Linked DNA regions of Mus musculus: region 2 is linked to region 1. Evidence: chromatin contacts called from public HiChIP or PLAC-seq data. All regions are on one chromosome and are shown on one strand. Each heading gives the region's core, a stretch centred on a gene start, on an enhancer-like site or on the middle of the called end of the contact. The rest is flanking DNA. Distances are from core to core; before and after follow the strand shown.

What was found. HiChIP or PLAC-seq counts read pairs in DNA pulled down with a chosen protein or histone mark.
Region 2: an HNF4G HiChIP or PLAC-seq map of pancreatic cancer cells shows a contact between it and region 1. The contact joins the promoter of Ston1 here to the promoter of Socs5 in region 1. A contact is called at or near these places in 2 of 39 promoter capture datasets (liver and pre-B cells) and 1 of 115 datasets of contacts at active chromatin or transcription factors (pancreatic cancer cells).

What each region holds. Positions count from the first base shown.
Region 1 is chr17:87,105,395-87,109,471 of GRCm38.p6, forward strand. It overlaps Socs5 (suppressor of cytokine signaling 5), which reads left to right and starts at 2,285. Exons shown (of 3, transcript NM_019654.2): 1 at 2,285-2,653. It overlaps Gm30510 (a long non-coding RNA gene), which reads right to left and starts at 1,953. Exons shown (of 2, transcript XR_877091.1): 1 at 1,864-1,953.
Region 2 is chr17:88,624,627-88,628,703 of GRCm38.p6, forward strand. It overlaps Ston1 (stonin 1), which reads left to right and starts at 1,929. Exons shown (of 4, transcript NM_029858.2): 1 at 1,929-2,236. It overlaps Gm31704 (predicted gene, 31704), which reads right to left and starts at 873. Exons shown (of 3, transcript NR_166677.1): 1 at 730-873.

The DNA.
Region 1 (4,077 bases), core at 1,035-3,534:
ACGATCAGTGGTCAGTGTGACACCATGAGAAGTGTGTCGGTCAGGTTTACAGCACTGCAATGATGAGCGTAGGAAGGCTAGCTGCCTTTCTCATAGAAAGACTGACAAGTTCACTGCCCAGGGGATGCAAGGCCAAGAAGGGCTGGGCCCTCCTACAACAATGAGCAACCAAGAAAATGCTGACAGACACATCCAAGAGCCAAGCTGATCAAGGTAGTCCTCCATGTGAGCTTCCTTTCAGATAATGCTGAGGTGTGTCAGGCTAACAGCTAAAGCTCACTAGAAGAGGGCAGAGCCTGTAGAACAAAACTGCTCGCATCCTGCACAGGAAGTGAAGCAAAAGGATGAGGGTCTCACAACTCACTATAACCCCCCTCCATGACCTAAAGCTTCCCACTAGCCTCTCTGTCTTTTAAAGGGTACACCACCTTCATGCCAAGGACCAAGAGTAATTCATAGGCCTGTGAAGAACATCCCAGGTCCAAATTATAGCAGATAGGGAGATGCTGGAGCAGTAAGAAAGTGGAGAGAGGCTTGTTCTCTGGTTCCAAGAGCTCTGGAGAGAAAGCTAATGTGGTACTGTAAAACAATACAAGGAACAGAGGAGGAGAAGGCTTGGGGAAGTTCGGAAAGTATGGGTTCCAATGTGGAACTTACTCCAATAGACAAGTAGAGCGGCTAAAAGCTGCTTAGGAATGCAGATCTGGCCCTCACTGACCGGACGCCGGACGTCCATCCGTGATTCTATCTGAATGGCTAGATCATCTCCTGTGCACTGTGTGCCTTCCAAATAAGAGGGCTGAGGGCCAGAACCTGCTACTCTCAAGGAGTCAAAGAGAACAGACAGTTGAAAAATAACTGAGAAAGCAATCTGAGGGTGTACAATGTTAAGAAAGGTAGGGTGGGGCTGAAAAGAGTCTAAGAAAAGCCTTCAAGAAAAAGGTAGTCTGCCGGTCCCACTGCAAAGCATTAAAGACTAAAGGTGGTCAAAAATCTCAATATTCAGCAGGTTGAAGTAGGAGCACCATTACCTAGAAGACAGCTTGGGCTACATATTGCGTTCCAAATCATGCTAGGCTATACAGTGAGACTGTTTCAAACAAACCGGACTAAGGTGTGTGTGACCCTATGTGTATGCCGCTGATAGAAGGACCACTTTGGGGAGATACGCAGGGGGAACAGACTACTGTATTTGAATCATGAAGTAAACAAGTCTTTTTGTCTGAGCACCGGAAAGTAGTATGTCTAAGAAGTGGCCAGTTAGCTTACGAGTGGTAACCACGGTTCTACACTTGATCTTAGCCAAAAGGCCAAGAAGCGGTGGTAACCACGGTTCTAAAGGGGCAGCTGAGGAGTCTCGCGGGTATCACAACCCCCCATTCACTTCTCTGTCCTTGCTGTCATTTCCACGGCCGGGGCGATCCACATAAAATGCAAGCAAAGAGAGGAAGCGACAACACCCCTCCCCTCGTGTATGACTCATCTTCGTGGCAGCTGAGAGCCTGGATAGGAAGAGTTGAATTCAATGAGGTGCCCGGTTTCCCGTTGAATATTGGAATTCAGTGACTCGGATGGCTCCATGCTGAAGGGAGCTAGGGAGACTCATTCACATTTTTTTCCTACCCGGCACTCGCAACCTCCATTCAGCATTTTCCCCTTGGTCTCCCTAACGGAGCCCAAAGGAACAAAGCTACTCCCCACCCGCACCTCGGGTTGACCTTCCACCCGAGCGCCCACCCCTAGCCCGTTCCACGGCCACGTGACCCTCTCCAGCCTCCTAGCCTCCCGGGCCTCTCCCCCTCCCCTCCAGTCCGAGCCCGCTTGGCCCCGCCCACCCCGCCCACGTGTCAGCCTCTCTCCCACCTGACTGGCTCCTCCCTCTTCGGCCGAACCCGGCCGCTTGTCTCAGCTGCCCGACTCCAAAATGGCAGCCGCGCACAGCACGCACCAGCGCGGCCGGACCTCCTTAACTCGCCGGCCTCCCCTCTTTAGCTCCCAGCCTCCCTCCTCCGGCCTTCACCTACCCGCCTCTGGATTGGCCGCCGGGAGTCCCGCCCACCTGGAGCCCCGCCTGCCATTGGTCACGGTAGGCTGCCCTTCAGAGAGGCGTGGCCCAGCCCGCCCCCCACCCCGGGAGGTATTTTCCATTCCGGTGGGGGGCTGGGGGGGCGGGGGGAGGGGAGAGGGTGACGAGGGGGAGGCGGCCGGGAAGGGGTGGGGGCTGGCGGGGGCATCCGGCCGAGCTGGGGTCCCCGGGCTCCGTCCGGAGGAAGCGAGGCTGCGCCGCCGGCCCGGCAGGAGCGGAGGACGGGACGCGCGGGCGGTCGCGCTCGCCCTGTCGCTGACTGCGCTGCCCCGGCCCATCCTTGCCTGGCCGCAGGTGCCCTGGATGAGGCCGCCGCGCGTGTCCCGGCCGCTGAGTGTCCCCCGCGGTCGCCCGGCGCCTGCCCTCAAGCGGCCGCCTCTCCTTGCCCGGGTCCCCGTTTTCCCCCGGCGCAGTCCTCCTCCGGTGGGCGCCTCCGCACCTCGGCGCAGGCGGCACGGCCCTCGGGCCGGGATGGATCCGCCGGGAAGAGGAAGACAAGCCGGGGCGTTGAGCCCCTGCGCACGGTGCCGCCGCGCGTAGTGGGAGCTTACTCGCAGTAGGCTCTCGGTACGTCTCGGAGGAATTGCTTTTCGGTGGGAGTCGGGACACCTAAGGGGAAGAAGGGGTCGTCTGGGGCCGATAGGAGGGCATTCGTCATCGGGGTCGTGGTGGGTCGAGACTGGGTGGGGGAGGTCGTCGGTGCCCACTGCCAAGGGTAGAGGGGGTCCAGGCAGGTCACCTAAGAGCTCCATAGCTCCGACCTGAGGGTCCTCAAGGGCGACGATAAAAGGTCTACCGGGACGTGAAGGAAGGACCGGGGAGCGTGGATGCGGGAAAAGACTGGAGCATCTCTGGGGGGTTTAACCTGGGGTGGTTATTACAGGATGCGGAGGCGGCCGCAAGGAAGACCCCGCTCCAAGTCCTTGAGCTTTTAATAAATGGTTCTTTGGTGCTGGGACTTGGGCATTCGAGTAGCTGAAGCGGAGTGAGTTTGTGGAGAGGGAGTTGCATTGACAGAAGGATGCTGAGGAACAACGTGAATACCCTTGGTTTGGTTCTCAACTTTGAAGGCTATGGGGGTCAGCCACGAGCTTTTGGCATTTTTTTATTTTGGTGTTCCAAGCAAAAGGTGGCTGGCTGCTGGACTTCGTCAGTGATTCCTTATTTTAAATTGTATGTATATATTTGATGGGGTTGGGCAGTTACCAGTTCTCCTGGACATTCTTCCAACTACACCTTGACATTCTTACAGCAGCTTCTCATCTACACCGGAGGCCTGCTCCTTTCAAAGTTAACACTAGGCTAGACTGTCCTATTACGATTTACTGACATTTATCCTAGAAGACGATTAAGTCATGCTTGCTTTTAACTGTTTCTTTACAGGGCCGTGTAAAATTGAACTGCATGTTCTATAGAAGTTTAAAAATGGTTTCTCTTTAAGGAATGAAATGAAAAAGATGCTGGTGTTAGAAGGCTCTGCTAAAATGAGCTCGAGTGTTCTAACAGTTGGGAATTTAGTCAAATGCGTACTTTAATCTTAATAGTCTCTCGGATTCATAGTCCCTTTTTGAAATCGGCCTAGCAACGGAAGGAAGACACAGCAGGAAGCGGTGACTGTTGTCTGGAGTTCACCTTTGTGATTGTCCTGCAGGGATGTTACCTTTTTCATGTCTGTGGACTAGAAAGAGTAAGCTGAGAATTGCACAGCTAGTCTGTAGTCTCCTGTTAAACTCACACCTGTATTACTAATTTCATACATTTGTTGAGTTTCCTATGGCTTACAAAATGAAAACTCACTTGATTAGGGAGTCCTTAACATTTAGGGGGAAAAAAAATCTGAAGGCTACTTTGCTGGCTAATTAAAACATTTCTGCAAAAAAGTGCTAATATTTTTAATGGTTCTTCCCAGTTCTTGAAAAAGTAGTGGTTAATTATATATTTTTCTTCTTATTGTCCTTGAATTTTACCGTTTGTCCTTAGGGAGAATGTAC
Region 2 (4,077 bases), core at 679-3,178, 1.5 Mb after region 1:
TATAAGATCCAGTGTGTTCTATAGGCTAAGGACAGAGGGGACGCAGGGAGGGAGGAAGGAAGGAAAACCTATAAGGGTATTTACTGTGAGGCAATTGACATGGGGTAAAAATTCATTTGTCTGCTCATTTACTTCAGTTTTAAAAGATGGTCTCAGTCTATACAGGTTAACGTAGGGAGCTCACCATGTGTAGTGCAGGTTAACCCAGGGAGCTCACCGTGTGTAGTGCAGGTTAACCCAGGGAGCTCACCGTGTGTAGTGCAGGTTAACCCAGGGGGCTCACCGTGTGTAGTGCAGGTTAACCCAGGGAGCTCACTGTGTGTAGTGCAGGTTAACCCAGGGAGCTCACCGTGTGTAGTGCAGGATACAGGGTTGCCTTGGGCTTAGATTAATCTTAGCCCTCTTAGGGGCTAAGATTTATGGAGGTGAGCAACCACGCTGGTCTTGGGAAGTAAATATTCATGTTACCATTGGACAGATAAGAAACTGAGGCTCCGGGCTTCCATTTTGCAAGTTTCTGTAGTGTGTATGATAGTGCTGAGTATCTCTTCAAATGTCAGGATGTGAGACATAAAAATTTAAGGCTGAGGGTACAACCCAACATAGCATAGGTAGGGTTATGAGTTCTACCCCTGGCACCACAACGAATCAGGATAACAATACAACAGCAAACAGACAAGCTCCCCTCCCCCTCCCCAAACAATACCATTTAAAATCATAATGCCCTACCCAACTCCAAAGTTTTGTTCCTGTGAAGACCCTTCTTGGGGGCAGTTTGGTTTGCTCTCTGCTCACATGTGAGGGGAAGGAAGAAGAGACTGTAACCAGAGCAAGGGAACGATAGCACCAGCTCGGCTACCCTCCGCTCAGTGTGGACTTGCGCAGTGGAGGCTGGACTTGCGCAGTGGAGGCTGGACTTGCGCAGTGGAGGCTGGACTTGCGCAGTGGAGGATGAACTTGCGCAGTGGAGGCTGGACTTGACAAAGCAGGAGCGGGTGGTCGATAGAAGCCTTGAATCGTTATATTCTAGCTTCATCAGAGTCAGCTCCTGCTCTCCCCTGGAGCCCAGGGCCCCGTCTCCAGAGCTGGTGTATACACACAGTTTTTAGGTAGCCCCGAGTTTTCTCAGGCAGGCACTGTGAAGGGTGTGCAGGCTATGCCATCCTAAAATGAGGATGCAAACTTAAACACTGTTCACATTCTCTCAGGTCTTGATGGGCAGTTGGTGGGACGCTTTTAGAAGCAGGCTTTGAACTTGGTAGGAGTCTGGTCAGAGAGCATCTGTCACTACTCTCCAAACCGAGGAAGTGGACAGATAAGGAAAAAGCTTTAGAAGAGAGTTGGGAAATGGGGAGGCTAATGGCCACAAGGGAGGGATGGGCTGGGGAATGGAGCTGAGACCAAAGCTGATAATTTTTGAGGCTGGGAGACTAGGCTGTGGTTTAATATTGTGCAAATGGTATTTCCTGTCACATGAATAAAATATTGCACATCTGTGATTGAATAGTATGGGGTGCGCAACATATGTGCTCATAAAACGGCCCGTGCTGCCTTGGCCTTGGAGTGACCTAGATGGGGGCAAGGCGCGCACATGCTCCTTTTGTTTTCGTTTCAAACTCTTCAAGGGAAAACTTCCCTGGGACTGGTCACCACACCATCACAGCAAATTTTTTTTGAGGGGGGGGGGCGGGGAATTCTTCATAATGCCCTCACTGTGGGCTTGGCTTCCTGAGTACCAACCCTGAGGGTCCCAGCCCTCCCAGAGCACACAGGAGAGGCTTCACTGAGGCAGCCAGGGTCCATCTGGTTACAAAGTAGCTTTGGAGGAGTCTGGAATGCAGGAATCTGAGAGTTCCTTATTTGGGAGGGCAGCCAATGAAGCCAAGCGGATATTGACCCTAAGACATTCTTTCTTTAGATTGTTCAGCATTGTTACAGAGCAAAAAGCCAGAGTCAGAGAAGTTCAGCCTTGGTAAGAGCCCAGAGGCTGAAGCGGGAGTCTGCCTGACCATGACAATGGGGTACAGCTGATAGCTTCCAGGGATGGACGGCTTCAGCGTCTGTCCTCCCCCAACATCTGGAATGTATGGAGGAGTATACATTAGGGACCATGTAAAAGGAGTCTGTTCCTCTCCACACACCGGCAGTGACGTGGAGACAAAGCCACAAATGATCCGGAATGTGGCTTTACCAGCTGAAGGCCCCCGAGTCGGATTTCAACAATCTTCAGGAGATGGTAGAGCTTTGTACATTCCTTCCTTGAATGGTTTCTGAGGAAAGGCCAAGGAAAAGGAAGCTGGGCTAGAAGAGCTGAGGGCAAAGAACAGCAGAATAGAGGGACCCTGGGCCGTGCGGAGGGGACGGAAGGACTGTGTAAGGAGCAAGATAGAATTTGGGCAATTGGTGCACCAAGACTGCTCTGAAGGGCCAGTCAAGTAGGGACAGGAAGCAGGTTGGCCTGAGTTAATAAAGGTAGTCTCAGAAGTGAGCCTAGCCTGATCGTGGCTGGACTCTTGGGGTTGGGGGTTGGGGTGTTGCAGGGGTGTCTGTCCCAGAGTTTGCCTTTCCTAAAGCTTGTTGGTCCAAGACACCTGTGGTAGGTGAGAAACAAACTCTTTCCAGGCTCACCCTTCTTTAGTTCCTGGCTCTAGGGAGGGACCTCGGCAGCTGGGAGCTGTTTCCTTGAGGAAGGGTGTGGCAGTGACAACCTCCCTGCCAGGAGGTCAAAGGGATCTTGGGAGTATTGGACTTTGGCATCTAACAGACCTGGTTTCAGCCAGGTTCTGCCTCTTGCGAGCTGCGTGACTTTTGGCAAGTAGTTTAACCTCTCTGACTCCTCTGAAGCGCCGGGTGTTAAACAAGACGAGACCTATGTGCAGCTGTTAGACAAGAGTTGTTGGTAAATGTTTTGTTAGTCGCACTTTCTTCTTAATGCTAAAATTCAATGACTCTTTGAACTGCATGTGTGTGTGTGTGTGTGTGTGTGTGTGTGTGCTTAGAGCTTTTAGAAAAAGGAGAAAAGTCCACTTGAGGTTATTTTATCAACAATGTATGGAGTTCTGTACTTTTTGCCGGATTTTTGTAGAAAAAGTAGAAAATGTCTTTACAAATGAGACAGGATCTCTGCTTGATAAAGCTGACTGAAAGAACAGGCAGTGTTTCCCTCTGACTTGAAAGTTTATCCTGGGATAGTCTTAGAGATGATGTTTCATAGTAGAGCTTCGAACCTGCAAGGCATGTGATAATGTTATTGTTGAAGGTAAGGTATTGTTGCTTTTATCTTGTGTGTGGGTTGTATGTATGGTGCATGTGTGCATGCCTACATGTTTATCTATGTGAGTGCTGGTGTCAGTGCCCTGTTTTAAGTGTGGAGGCTGGAGAATAACCTGGGTGGTCCTCGACTTCCACCCAGTTTGAGGTAGGGTCTCTCATTTGCTTCTGTGTATACCAGGCCGTGTTAGCTGATTATTGAGCTTCCACTGGCCATAGGCATGCTGGGAACACACACACACATACACACACACACACACACACACACACAGACACACACACACACGCACCCACACTTACTCTCTCTATCTCTCTCTGTGTCTCTCTCTGTTTCTCTGTCTCTGTCTCTTTCTGTCTCTGTCTCTTTCTGTCTCTGTCTCTTTCGGTCTCTGTCTCTTTTTGTCTCTGTCTCTGTCTCTTTCTGTCTCTGTCTCTTTCTGTCTCTGTCTCTTTCTGTCTCTGTCTCTGTCTCTCTCTGTCTCTCTCCTTTCTGCTGTGCCTGGCTTTATTTGTGTTCTGGGGATTCAAACTCAGGACCTTATGCTTGCATGGTGAGCACTTTTCCCACTGAGCCATCTCCTTATTTGTGGTTATCTCTGTAGTACAAGAGTTTGATTTCTTAACTGGCAGAAAGAATAATGTATCTTTTTTTTTTTTAGCTTTGCTGTAGCCTATTCTGTTTCTAGCCCACCCTTTAGAACAGGGTAGGGGTAATTGCTGTGGAGATCCCCTAATTTGGAGGGGGTTAAACTCTTAGCAGATTCTGAATGCACTTGATAGATTTGTTGAAGGGGAAAAGGCTTGTGT